Regions from separate parts of the Rattus norvegicus genome. Here region 2 is linked to region 1. Evidence: chromatin contacts called from public Hi-C data. All regions are on one chromosome and are shown on one strand. The core of a region is the stretch at or near the end of the contact, and the rest is flanking DNA. Distances in the headings are between cores, read along the strand shown. Region 1 holds the start of Slc1a1 (solute carrier family 1 member 1). Region 2 holds the start of Plpp6 (phospholipid phosphatase 6).

The links. A called contact is a pair of places that touch in the nucleus more often than the background predicts.
Region 2: a Hi-C map of Schwann cells shows a contact between it and region 1, with 4 times the contacts expected there. The contact joins the promoter of Plpp6 here to the promoter of Slc1a1 in region 1. A contact is called at or near these places in 2 of 12 Hi-C or Micro-C datasets (Schwann cells and mammary epithelial cells) and 1 of 1 datasets of contacts at active chromatin or transcription factors (oligodendrocytes).

The regions. Positions count from the first base shown.
Region 1 is chr1:235,959,856-235,965,950 of GRCr8, forward strand. Slc1a1 (solute carrier family 1 member 1) reads left to right here and starts at 3,600. Exons shown (of 12, transcript NM_013032.3): 1 at 3,600-3,779. The coding sequence starts at 3,689. LOC102546345 (a long non-coding RNA gene) reads right to left here and starts at 3,246. Exons shown (of 5, transcript XR_001836129.3): 1 at 3,061-3,246; 2 at 2,037-2,220.
Region 2 is chr1:236,089,062-236,095,156 of GRCr8, forward strand. Plpp6 (phospholipid phosphatase 6) reads left to right here and starts at 3,581. Exons shown (of 1, transcript NM_001034854.1): 1 at 3,581-6,095. The coding sequence starts at 3,632. The coding sequence ends at 4,513. It overlaps Spata6l (spermatogenesis associated 6-like), which reads right to left. Exons shown (of 13, transcript NM_001014165.1): 2 at 3,170-3,307.

The sequences.
Region 1 (6,095 bases), core at 2,350-4,849:
CCATGGGAGGGGAATTCATACCTGTTACTGTAAATCCAGCAAAATTCAAGCTGGGAGGCCCTAGGCAGTACCGCAAGCTCTGCTGTTGTTTTTCAACGCAGATATGATGTGTCTGTCAACAGCTAAATAGCTATGCGTGTGCCCACAGGTTAGTGCTGTCATCAGCAGTCCTTAGGGAAGACAGAAACTCAACACTGGCCAAGAAGTTCTGACAAAATACATGAAAAATTACATCCTCATCTTCAAGAAAGAAAATCATAGTGTCTTCTAGCTGGATGGATGATTGATAGGTATATGATAATGATGATGAAAGATATATGATAGATGGATATATGATAGATAGATACTAATGATGAAGATAGGTGATTGATAGGTAGACGGACAGACAGACAGACAGGTAGATATGATGGATAGATGATAGGTAAATAGACAGGCAGATATCACGTACAGCTACTTCCTTATATGGTGTCTTGGGAGAAGGAAAAAGAAGATAAAGAAGGTTAAGTAAGTTGCTCAAAGCCACACATCTTATATGAAACAAATTTAAACGTTTAGTTTTCATCTCCTATGTGATGGTTTGTATATGCTTGATAAAATGAAATTGTTCTTCTGTTTTTCCCAGGAAGCAATGAAGCCTGTGGAAACACAGATTTCAAGGGCCTGTAACAAGGAAAAGCTTCCTTCAGCCAATTCGACTTTGCAAAAGCACTGAAGAATTTCTGTGGCAGTTAATGTCTCTGATTTATAATCCTAAAATAACTCAAGACCAAGATTAGAAGATAAAGAAGAACCCGTGTCAAAGAGCATCTTCTACACTGGCTGTGTCCTCAGGGCTTACACTCACAGTCATGAGAGGCTACCTGAGAAGCTGAGGGTCACAAGAGGGCTTGTGACCTCCTCTATCACAGCTTCGGCCTTATGATGGGGAACTGCGGCCATCAAATCACCCCCAAAGAGGCTAGCCAGGGAGAGCTGGCCTTTGGTTTCTGGGTGTGTTTTTTCATTTCTATCTGAGTTGTTACAAAAGATCGGGCTGTCACCTGCTGCTTAACCAAGTATGACAAAGTCAAAGTCTCGTTTCTTTAATCACTAACTAGATATCCCGAGAGTCAACATTAAAAAGGGAAACAGTAACAATGGGGAACGCCAGTTCCTTGGAAGGAGGAGGAGGTACCTTATTGATGAAAATCAGCCAAAGGTTTCTTTAGATAAAGTCTGAAAAACTTAGGAGTAAAAGGAAGGTGCTCACATTTATTGTAGAAAGATAACTCTAGTGTGTCTTTCTCCTTGATTTCAGGTTCTTAGGACAGGAAAGTGAACTTCATCTTCCAGGCACGGGTGTGTTGCACTTAAGGAAAATGGCCCTCAACTCTTATCCCATCTGACATCATTTGTGTCCACGGAGAAACGGAGATGTGTGTGTGTGTGTGTGTGTGTGTGTGTGTGTGTGTGTGAGAGAGAGAGAGAGAGAGAGAGAGAGAGAGAGAGAGAGAGAGAGAGCATACATTAAGGAGTTCCAACTCTGCAGGGTTGCTTGCCCTCACCATTTCTTTGTTGGTTTGGGCTGAGAAATCCGAAATATGAGATATCAGCCACAGCAACAGTGAATTCGGGAGTTTACTCCCCTGCTCTCTTAAAATGAATTTGCTGTTGGCTTGAGCATAGCTCCTTAAGGTCCCCAGGTGTCATCTGCAAGTGAAGAGGATAGATCCCTAAAGACCTTGAGCCAATCAAACCAGTGACTGGAGAGCAACTTCCCCATCAGAGCTGGGTGTGCCCGGCCCCTGCACATCCCCTTTTGGGAGGAATTAGCTCAGTGACCGGAAATGGAGGTGGCTTCTCAATCCAATCCCTGCCCCTCCTTCTCCTCTTCTCAGCACCGTTCTTAACTCCCTTGTGCCTAGGTTTGCCCATCAGAAAGATGAAGGTAGGGCAAGCATCCTGTTTGATTCTCACAGCTTCCACAAAACCCCAGGAGCACCCACGTCACAGATCAGCTCTGACGCTTCAGCTTTAATGGACTGGTTCAAAGTTACCTCGGTAGTGGGCAGATCAGGGATTGAAGGTAAGTTCTTCCGCTGCAGAAGCAAAGGCTGAGAGGCAGACAAGGTCCCTCCTCTCTGCTCCCACGGGCTTCCTATCTCCAGGGCAGGTTAGCCTTACAGATACAGTGGAGTGCACTGGAGCACAGCAATGGCAGACACCCCACCCCACAGGACGCTGGGAAGAGAAAACACAAAAACATGGCACACCACTATGGAACCCTGGTGTACTTCATTGAGTCTTCTTTAAGTACATGCCTAGGTTTTATAGATTTATTTTTACATACACACGATCAAATTATACATACAGTTTTAAACATTTTTTTTAAAATTACCCCACCGTACTAAGAGTACTTAGTTTCCTTTCTGTAGACTTCAAATGGCTGATCTTGTTTCTTTCATTTGGAGGTCTCCTCCTCCTCCTCCTCCCCCTCCCCCTCCCCCTCCCCCTCCTCCTCCCCTCTCCCCCTCCTTCTCCTCCTCCTCCTCCTCCTTCCTGTAGAGTGAATCTTTTTCTTGATAGTTTGCCCACCTCGGGAATTTTTCTTTCCAGCTCTACCCTGAGAAACCAGGAATCTTGAGTTTCCTCTCTCCTGACCTTTTTTTCTTTTGAAAGCTTAACTCTGGGAAAGGAGATGAGACCATTCATAGTATAATGTGAATGGTTAATTAAGCTTAATCTATTGTCTTTTGAAGGGTTTTTAAAAAAATCACTTTTAACCAAAAGATACTCTAATTGGGGAATTCTAGTGGTCAAGTAATCTAGACAAGGAGAGTCCCCTGACAGCCAACTAAAGAGTAAACCCCATAATGCTACATGGGGCTCACTTAGTTAAGATAATGGTAAGCTAAGGGCAAGGTAAGAGTAAAAACAGAGTAAGAAATTCAGTTATCGAAGTGTGTGCAGCCACACTAACCCAGATTCTCTAGCTACACCCTGTAAGGTATTTGGCCTTGGGGATAGAATGGGCCCGCCCACCGTCCCACAGCAGCCAGGCCAGTTCTTAACTTTAATTACCCAGTAATGGCCACAAGGCAAGTCCCTAGGGGTGCACTTGTTAAGTTGTGCAAGAGATGACCACGCCCACGCGCAAGGTGTACAACCAGGCCTGGGTTCCGGCAGATCCGTCTGATCCTCGATTCAGAGAATTAAAAAATCCCGCGGGGAATATCAGAGATCACCTGGGGGATAAAAAAAAAAAAATCCCCAAAACTGCTCTGAAGTCACACTGTGTGTCTCTTCTTGTGGCTCTGGGGCTTGAGGCCCAGGGCAAAAATGTGTCCCATATCAAATTCCTTCGCACACGCCCAGGGCGGTGCTTCCCCAAGGAGACTGGTGTGAAATCGCAGAGGGTCAGAAACTCCTCCGACGGGAAGCCTCGACCCGGAGCCCAGGGGGACCTGATCGCCCTACGCTCGCCACCCCGCCCGGACGCTCCGCCCTCGGCCTCGCTGGTTGGCCTGGTCGCTGCAGCGAACGGCGGCGGGAGGAGCCGGTTTTGCGAGCACGCAAAACCACGGTGCTCGGTCCCCAGCGGCAGTGGCAGCTCTGACAGCGGCCCGTGCGCTGTGTCTCCACCGTGCCCTGCATCCCTCATCCCACATCCGCCGCGCTCCCCGATTCCTCACAAACGCCGGTGCCCATCATGGGGAAGCCCACGAGCTCGGGATGCGACTGGCGCCGCTTCCTGCGGAATCACTGGCTGCTGCTCTCCACCGTGGCCGCCGTGGTACTGGGTGAGTCGCGCGCGGGGGCACTAGGCGCGTGCCGGGGCCAGGCCGCGTGCGGGACCGGGTGGGCTCGGCGTGGCGCGCGCTGCCTGCGTTCTCCGGCACTGGGCCCCCAAGCTCAGGATCAACCCGAGCGCTTTCGTTTCACGAGGGGGGGAACAGTGTTCTTAGCCAACCCTCACAACCCCCCTCCATTCTGGTGCTCCGCGAGCTGCTGTCTCTGCTTTTTCCAAAATGATCAGAGGGGATTGAAAGGTGGACAAGGGGTCCTTTGGAAAGGAGCCGGGTTAAGCGGGGTTTAATTTGATCTTCATCCTTAACTGTTCCCACCATACGCGCACACCACCACCGTCACCATTACCTTCGTGCCCGACCGCGACTGTGTGAATTACTGTTCTCCGTCGGATTTAAAGAGACATCTGGGCCTGCGAGATGGTGGAGACCTTGGGAATATTGAAGCAGGGGAGAGGTATCTTCTTGTAGGATACCTCTCTAATCAGATAGATCACGCCTGATTTCTGAGCCAGCAGTTGTGGCTCACTGAGGCCACAGGGAACCAACGCTAAGAGAACCCAGCCCCCTTCTTCCTCCGGGACTACCTGCTCACCACATTTTTCTACTAAAATATAAGCTGCTTTTATTTGTTTTCACACTCGCGTGTGTTTAAGTGGCCCATGCCTGCCATACCGCTGGGCTGGGACTAGGTAGATGTCTGGGCCATTGCTCAGAGGTTTGAGTTTCTTATGTTTAGAATCTCGTTTTCTGGCCAGGTTGTCTCTGTAACTTGAACTCACTGCACAGTGTACTGTAGGGTGGGGACCCTGCGGGTCTTCACACCTCCGGTGGTGGGGTTGTCCAGCCGGTGAGGGCAGGTGCACCTTGAGGGAAAGTGGATTCCCAGGCAGGCTCCACCCTCTGTCTGGAAATTGCAGCTGCCTCTGCTGGAATGTGAAGAGGGGCAGCCCCTTCTCTACCCTGGGCGTTGCACATTGCTCTTGGAAAAAACTTGGTGTTGTCTGCTCCCCTCCAAGGTCTTCCCCGTCAAAAATAAAATCTCTTTGGAAGTTAATGGAGTCCTTGGTGTCCTATGGGCTCCCCCAGAACCTTATGCGAAGGGAAGTCAGGCTTCTAGTAAATAAGTAACATCCTGAATGGTATTAACAGAGGACGTTTGTGGGAGGGAAGGAGTGCAAAAGAACCCACTAGTGTTCACTTTCCCCAGTGCCAAGTGGTTTAGGGCATTTGGGGGAAGGTTAATCATGCACCACATGTAAATAACAGCTCTTACCAAGACAGTGGATGGATTGGAAGACATGGACTTGTTTGTTTTCCCTATGATGGATACAGAATTTATTTTTAAATCTGTTTTGAAAGCCCTGGAGGTGACCAAAGCTTGTGGGTCCTTCCCAGTTCTGTCTGCAGCCCTAGGCACTGCAGAGGTCCTGCTTGGTCACCAAGTGCTTCCTTCCCACCAGCAGCTGGCATGAGTATTGGTGCCCCACAGTTCACCAGTTCACCAGAGCCTGCTCTGGAAAGGAAGCCTAGCGGTTACTCACTGGCCCTTGGACCGCTTGCATAAGCACCATCCTCACGTCAAGGAAGGCTTTCCTCTTATTTTGCAGGCATGGCCTGTGGTCTCATGGCCTGTGGTCTCAGGCGGACCTCTTTCCCTGGAATCAGTGCTGGTGAGCCACAGAAACTCGATTCTGGTATTTAGTTTGAGCCATAAATTCACCATTTAAAATTATAAGTGCCCTGCTGAGGTCATACCAGTCAGTCCCTTGCTCCTCAGGAGGAGCGTGGGACAGACTCCGGCATGTTGCCATCTGTATGAGAGGTCTCCTGCTTAGAATACCACCAGGGTGCTCAAGCAGGCACTTGCTGGGGTCCTCCTCTTTGCCACTCCAAGAACCTTTGCTCTGAGTGAAAACTCCTACCTACCTTTGCTCAGACTACACTGGCTAGCCTGTTTAACAAGCAATGAAATCCTAACCACTCGTCCTAGGTATCCGTTAGCCCTTTCTAGGTTGGGAATGGTCAGTTTTTCTACAACTGCCATAATTGATCGAGCAAAATTACCAGAGCTCTCACAAAGCCTTCTTTTGGGAGTCAATGTAGACATTAAAAAAAAAAAAAAAAACAACAAAAAATGTTAAATGCAGTTAGTTCCTTAGTGAAATCTTCTGACTCTATCCATGGAAAAATAAGTCAGCAGCTATGACTATGTGAAATATTTTGGTTAGTGAAACTAAGAGCAAAGTCCTCACCCCCACCACACACATACACCAGCAAGGTGGTACAAGCCTGTATGTAGAAGTAGGA
Region 2 (6,095 bases), core at 2,331-4,830, 130 kb after region 1:
AAGTACAACAAATGGCTATAGCACGGATGAATTAAAATTATCACAATGATAAGGGCAAAGAAATTTGAGCTAGCTGAGTCTAGCATATGCTTAAAATGCTGTCGGTTTGACCTACTCCACAAGCAAGCATGTCTTGCATCAATGTGGGTCTTGAGTGCATAGAAAATATTCTGCGTACAGCAGAATCAAGTGATAACTAGATGGCTTCTCTGTCCGTGAAATTGGCCATGCTACATGGGAAGACAAACAGATTTTACCCATGTGTAACACCAAAGACAAGCAGTGTTGGGAGCGACTCCTCCCATTGAACGTGGGAAAACCATTACTGTGGCACCTTAAACATTGTCAGATCTGCGGGGTTTGTTCCTGAAATAAAAGGTTCTGAGACAGCACGGAGAAAGAACAGGGCCTTCTGAAAACAAAAGGTTTCCAGCAGTTCTTCAGTAGTACCTTTAACCTTTAACCTTCTGATTTAAACAATGTTTAAGGTTAAGCATGGTCCAAACTCTGCCTGAGGTTAAAGCCAGGTCCCCTCTGAGGACAAAGACTGGACACTGTTTTGCCTACTCATGCTTACTAAGTCAATGCAGGTAACGTTTTTCCCCTAAACTATTTCAATAATTCCATCCTTCCATTTCACACCGTTATCCATTGGATGGTGTCCCTGTCCAAACTCACAGGTTGACATCTAACACTAGTCTTTCAGAATATGACCTTATTTCCAAATGGGATCGATACAAATACGCTTAGTTAAACTTTGAATGAGGTCATAATGGAGTAGCTTGGGCATTTAACACTCGATCGGTGTCTTTTATTTTCCAAGTGAGTATTTAAGCATATAAGTTAAAAATACACCGCAATAAATTCACGAGTGCACTCGAGAAGGGAAAAAAAAAAATCCAGGAACCATACAGAACCCAATCAAAGTTTTCTCTTCTGACATGCAACCAGAGAAAGCAAATGTAGTTACTTGGTTAGAGTGGACAGAGCCAGCAGAGGTCACGAACCCAGCGAGGGGACCTGACATTTCTGATCAATGATGCGTCTGCTTTTGTTTTACAGTTCACCCACATCTTCTTTTGCCTGAAAGAACCAGAGCTCCTCTGGCTAATGCTCAGAATGTTTTGAATTCCATGTGCTATAGAGAGGATGAATGTTTAAATGGTACAAACTGGAGTTACAGTGCTATAAACCAGTGTTTCTCAGCCTTCCTAATCCTGCGACCCATTAAAAGAACTCCTCATAGTGTGGTGACTCCCCAGTCATAAAATTATTTTCATTGCTATTCTGTAACTGTATTTTGCTGCTGTTATGAATCATGTGAGGTTTTTTTCGATGGTCTTAGGCAACCCCAGAGAAAGAGTCAATCTTTCCCAAGGGGTGGCAACCCACAGGTTGAGAACCAGTGTTATAAACCAAAGACCTAGCTTCCATCACACCACAGGAAGTAGCGTGGTCGCCACCAACATACTTTTCTGACGTCCAATCTCCAGTGCTGTGAGACGGTAAGTTTGCTGCTTGTGGGTTACTTCTGTATGTCAGCTCTAAGAATCTTCCCTATCCACATGTAAGGGCTGATGATCTTGGGGAACAACCAGTCAGCCTAGTCTATTCAAATACAAGGGCTCATGAATTCTTATGAGGAATTTGTTTACCCAAATGCTTTTAAGTTATTTAAATCTAAGCCATTCGAAGGGCTTGTGGGGGAGGGAAATGCTTTTGCCACACCACGCGCTAACACATATTTTCAGCTAAAGAACGGAACAGATTGCAAGGCACCTGGAACTAGAAGAAACTAGAATATGAGCCTGAACAACTTTTGTTTTTAGAAAAAAGAAACATGGGGTTGGGGATTTAGCTCAGTGGTAGAGCGCTTGCCTAGGAAGCACAAAGCCTAGGTTTGGTCCTCAGCTCCGAAGAAAAAAAAGAAAAAGAAAAAGAAACAGTTCCATGGTATGATTGACTAGTAATCTCGGGCTTTCCCACCCGGCCGGAGAGAAGCATCTGAAGTTGACTCTTCATCATTCTCCTTTTAAAACACAGAGGAGGTCGGGTTAGGTTAAGTGTCCAAGGTGTTCACGGATGTGTCATACCCTGTTTGCACAATTTTGTCTCTATGCACTTCTTACATTTCTATCTTAGAAGTCTTGTACAGGGCCAGGAACTGATGAGTGGGGGAAATGTTGGTTGGGGGGGGGGGACTCTTCATTTTTAGCACCTACTTATCTACTTCACACCACGTCCATCACCCACATATGGCCAGTAGGATCATCTGGGTTCTGACTGTATTTTCCGGGATAATAACCATTTACTCTTCTACCCCGACCGGCCTGGCCTTTTCAAACGCACAGGCTGCTATTCTTTTAAATGTTACCATCTTCATTGTTTCTTTCATCCTTGGATTGGAAAGAGATAGGTGGGTTTCTGGAAAGCATCTTCCAGACTTTGGAATGGATGTGACGCGGTCTTCCCTCAGTCTTCCCTCGCCCTAAAAGCCCACCTTAGAGACACTGGACAAAACCATTAGGTTAACTAAAAATTACTCCAATTTCATCTCCAAATCCAAAACCAAAACCTTAGGGTGTTGTTCGAATAGTCTACAGTGTACTGCAGTGGGGAGCCCTGGCCAGTGTTTTTTCCAATTACGACTGCATGCATTGGAATAGAATCTAGCCCTATTACTGTGGTTGTATAACACGCACATGACTTAAGACAAACTCAGAAAATATGAACAGCTTTCTTATTTAGCTACAGACTTTCAATAACCAGGTATAGCTGATTTGGTTATAGATTTATTTTTCCGAGCTTAAGAAAGTTTTTCGGAAGATCTGCAGTTTATTAATAGCCCCTTTCATAAATGCAATGCAACTAACTGTCTCTAACACCTCCCAGAACATTCAGAAACGCTCTCTGCTCTAGTTAGAAAATGCCATGGGACTTCCCAGAATAGAAAGCATCCACCAGGGTATTTAGCACTCAATTGACAGAACTTGGCTCAGGCCTGCATAGCAAAAAAGCAAGACTTCCAAACTGCGATTTCTGCCTCAAGGCCGCTTTGTGCTTTTTACACTGTGTTAAAAAGGGAAATAAGATGTACAAAACCCCTATCCTTTATAATGACTGTCAAACTGGCGTCAGTCAGCAAAACCCACTGAGAAGTCAAAATCACCTTTTCAAACCTCATGCTCTGTTGAATCACAATAGGGAACACAGAGGGAAAGCAGTCTGTCTCCAGGTACTGATTCAGAAGGTAGACTCCAAGGTACACAACTTCCTTGTCCGGCAGGAACACTCCTGGGCAAGAAATCTTAAAAAGAGGAGGAAGGAAATCAGATTTTTTGTTTTTGTTTTTGCTTTTGTTTTGCAGCGGGGCTGTTTATCCTAACCTCCCATAGCTCTGAAATGACGCCATCACTGTGTCCTTCACCTGCACTTCCCAGCTTCTCCATCCTCCCACCTCTCTCAAGCTGGCTCTCCGGGTTCCCTCCCACGTCTCCGCCAGGTGTCACAATCGTGCTCTGCGGCTCCTCGGCCCGCCCTCCGGGATGGCAGTGCGGAAGCGGAAGAGGTTGCCGGGCCAGGAAGCCTGTCTCCGGTCTGGCCCGGTCCCTGGGACCGGCCGCCCGCCGCGATGCCGAGCCCCCGGAGGACTATCGAGGGACGACCGCTAGGCTCCTCGGGCGGAAGCAGCGTCCCGGGCAGCCCGGCCCACGGCGGCGGCGGCGGCGGCAGCGGCAGGTTCGAGTTCCAGTCGCTGCTGAGCTGCCGCTCGGGCGCGGACCCCGCCTGCGCCCGGCTGCGCGCGTCCGACAGCCCGGTGCACCGGCGCGGCTCCTTCCCGCTGGCTGCCGCGTGCCCTGCACAAGTAGCTCCTGCCCCACCGCCGGAGGACGCCGGCATGAACTTGAACCCGTCCTTCCTGGGCATCGCCCTGCGCTCCCTGCTGGCCATCGACCTGTGGCTGTCCAAGAAGCTGGGGGTGTGTGCTGGGGAGAGCTCGGCCTGGGGCAGCGTGCGGCCCCTGATGAAGCTGCTGGAGATCTCAGGACATGGCATCCCCTGGTTGCTGGGCACCCTCTACTGCCTGCTTAGGAGCGACAGCTGGGCCGGGCGCGAAGTGCTGATGAACCTGCTCTTCGCCCTGCTGTTGGACCTACTGCTGGTGGCTGTGATTAAAGGGTTGGTCCGCAGGCGCCGACCGGCGCACAATCAGATGGACATGTTTTTCACCCTCTCGGTGGACAAGTACTCCTTTCCCTCGGGTCATGCCACGAGGGCCGCCCTGGTGTCGCGGTTCATCCTGAACCACCTGGTACTGGCCATTCCACTGAGGGTGCTGGTGGTCCTGTGGGCCTTCGTCTTGGGTCTCTCCAGGGTCATGCTTGGGCGGCACAACGTCACTGATGTGGCGTTTGGCTTTTTCCTGGGCTACATGCAGTACAGCATTGTGGATTATTGCTGGCTGTCACCCCTCAATGTTCCAGTTCTTTTTGTACTGTGGAATCAACAGTGACCCCATCTCATTGATTGTTGGCACCACGAGGTCTGAAGGACTCCGCATTCGAGGATTCTGACCTAAGCCAGAGCCATCCAGTTGTCCCTCAGACATTTTAGGCGCCTTTGAGAATTCTGGGACCCCACTGTCTTGAAATGTTCCTAGACCGGAGCACATGCAGGCTATTACTGAACACGGCCATACTAGAGAAACAAAGCCTATTCTGTATGTATTCGACAGCTGTTTATCCACAAGACAGCTGCAAACAAATCAAGCTGGCTGATTATACTTTTTGCTATTTACTTAAAGTTGACCGAATAGTGTTAATGAGTAATTCCTTCCCCGCCAAAGAAAAAAAAGATGTTATCACTTGTAAATTGAATTTTAAGAGCCACTAGCTAAACCATGTGCTATTCCCAGCCCTTGACCTGCGGTAGATTTTAAACAGTATTTTTAAAGTTCAAGACAGAGTTCTTTTTTCCAGTTTACCCTCTGAACATCTGTTGCCGTCCTTGGAGCTTTTTCTTTATCCTGATTCCTTAAGCTCTCCCACCTTCGAGGACTTGGTAGTAAAAAGAGGTTCCACAAAGTACTTGCCTTTCTTCTCCCTGTACCTCTCGAACGGTCTTTAGATATTTACTTCCCATTGCGCTTTCATGTTATCTTTTAGCATTCATAGAACAAGCCGAGATGTCGAAGAAGACATACTCAAAAGGTGGGCTTGTCTAAGGTTCCCACAGAAATGTAAGTATGAGACTACTGTTTCATTCCCCAATCCTGTTGACAAGTAGCATGCCAGGAGGGCAAGAAGCTGACCTGCCCGGGAGAGTCAGGGGAACTTAAGAGTTTGGGTGGAGGCTGTCCACAGACAGCAATGGCCGGGGACAGGAAATGAAGCCCTGCTGTCTGTCATGTCTACTGAGTACAGCAAATGATCCTCAGTTAAGTAAAACATTGAAGAGCGATGTGGTTCTTTTCTGTGCGTCTTCATAGCTTTCCTGTGCACCACAAGGATGACTGTGTCCTCCTTTTCCTATCAGTCCCACTTCGCTGTATCCAGCTCATTTTAGGTAACAGGACTTAACTTGAAACTTTTCAGGAGAGCCTATTGCTCTTCGTGAGCAATAGGTATAACTCTTAAATTTCTGTTTACATTGAAAGCTGTTCATTCATGGTGATTCCCCCACTCATAAGACCAAAGATGACCAAATAATATGGTAGACTCTATTTGTCTGACCTAGAAAGACCAAAGAGGGTTTGTTCATTAAATCTGTAAATGCTGCTGTGTCTGGAAAGAAAGCCTTTAAATCACTGGTGGAAGTGGCGTCATCGGATAATCTTACTGCCCAGTTGTTCTGGCATTCGAAAAAAGGACTGTAGACTATGGTCTAATGTTCAAGGATGTGGATGGACAGGACTGTGGAAAATAGTGAGAAACTGGTTCTCCGCTGGAGGAAGTAGGGTTAGGTTTAGGACCTTTGCAAGTGGGGGTCAGGCACACCACCAGGAACAGCTCCTTCGATAAATAAAACAGTTATCACATTCCCACAACAACCTAAACACAGACTACCTCTTCCCTTACCAGATCTGCTAAGCTGTG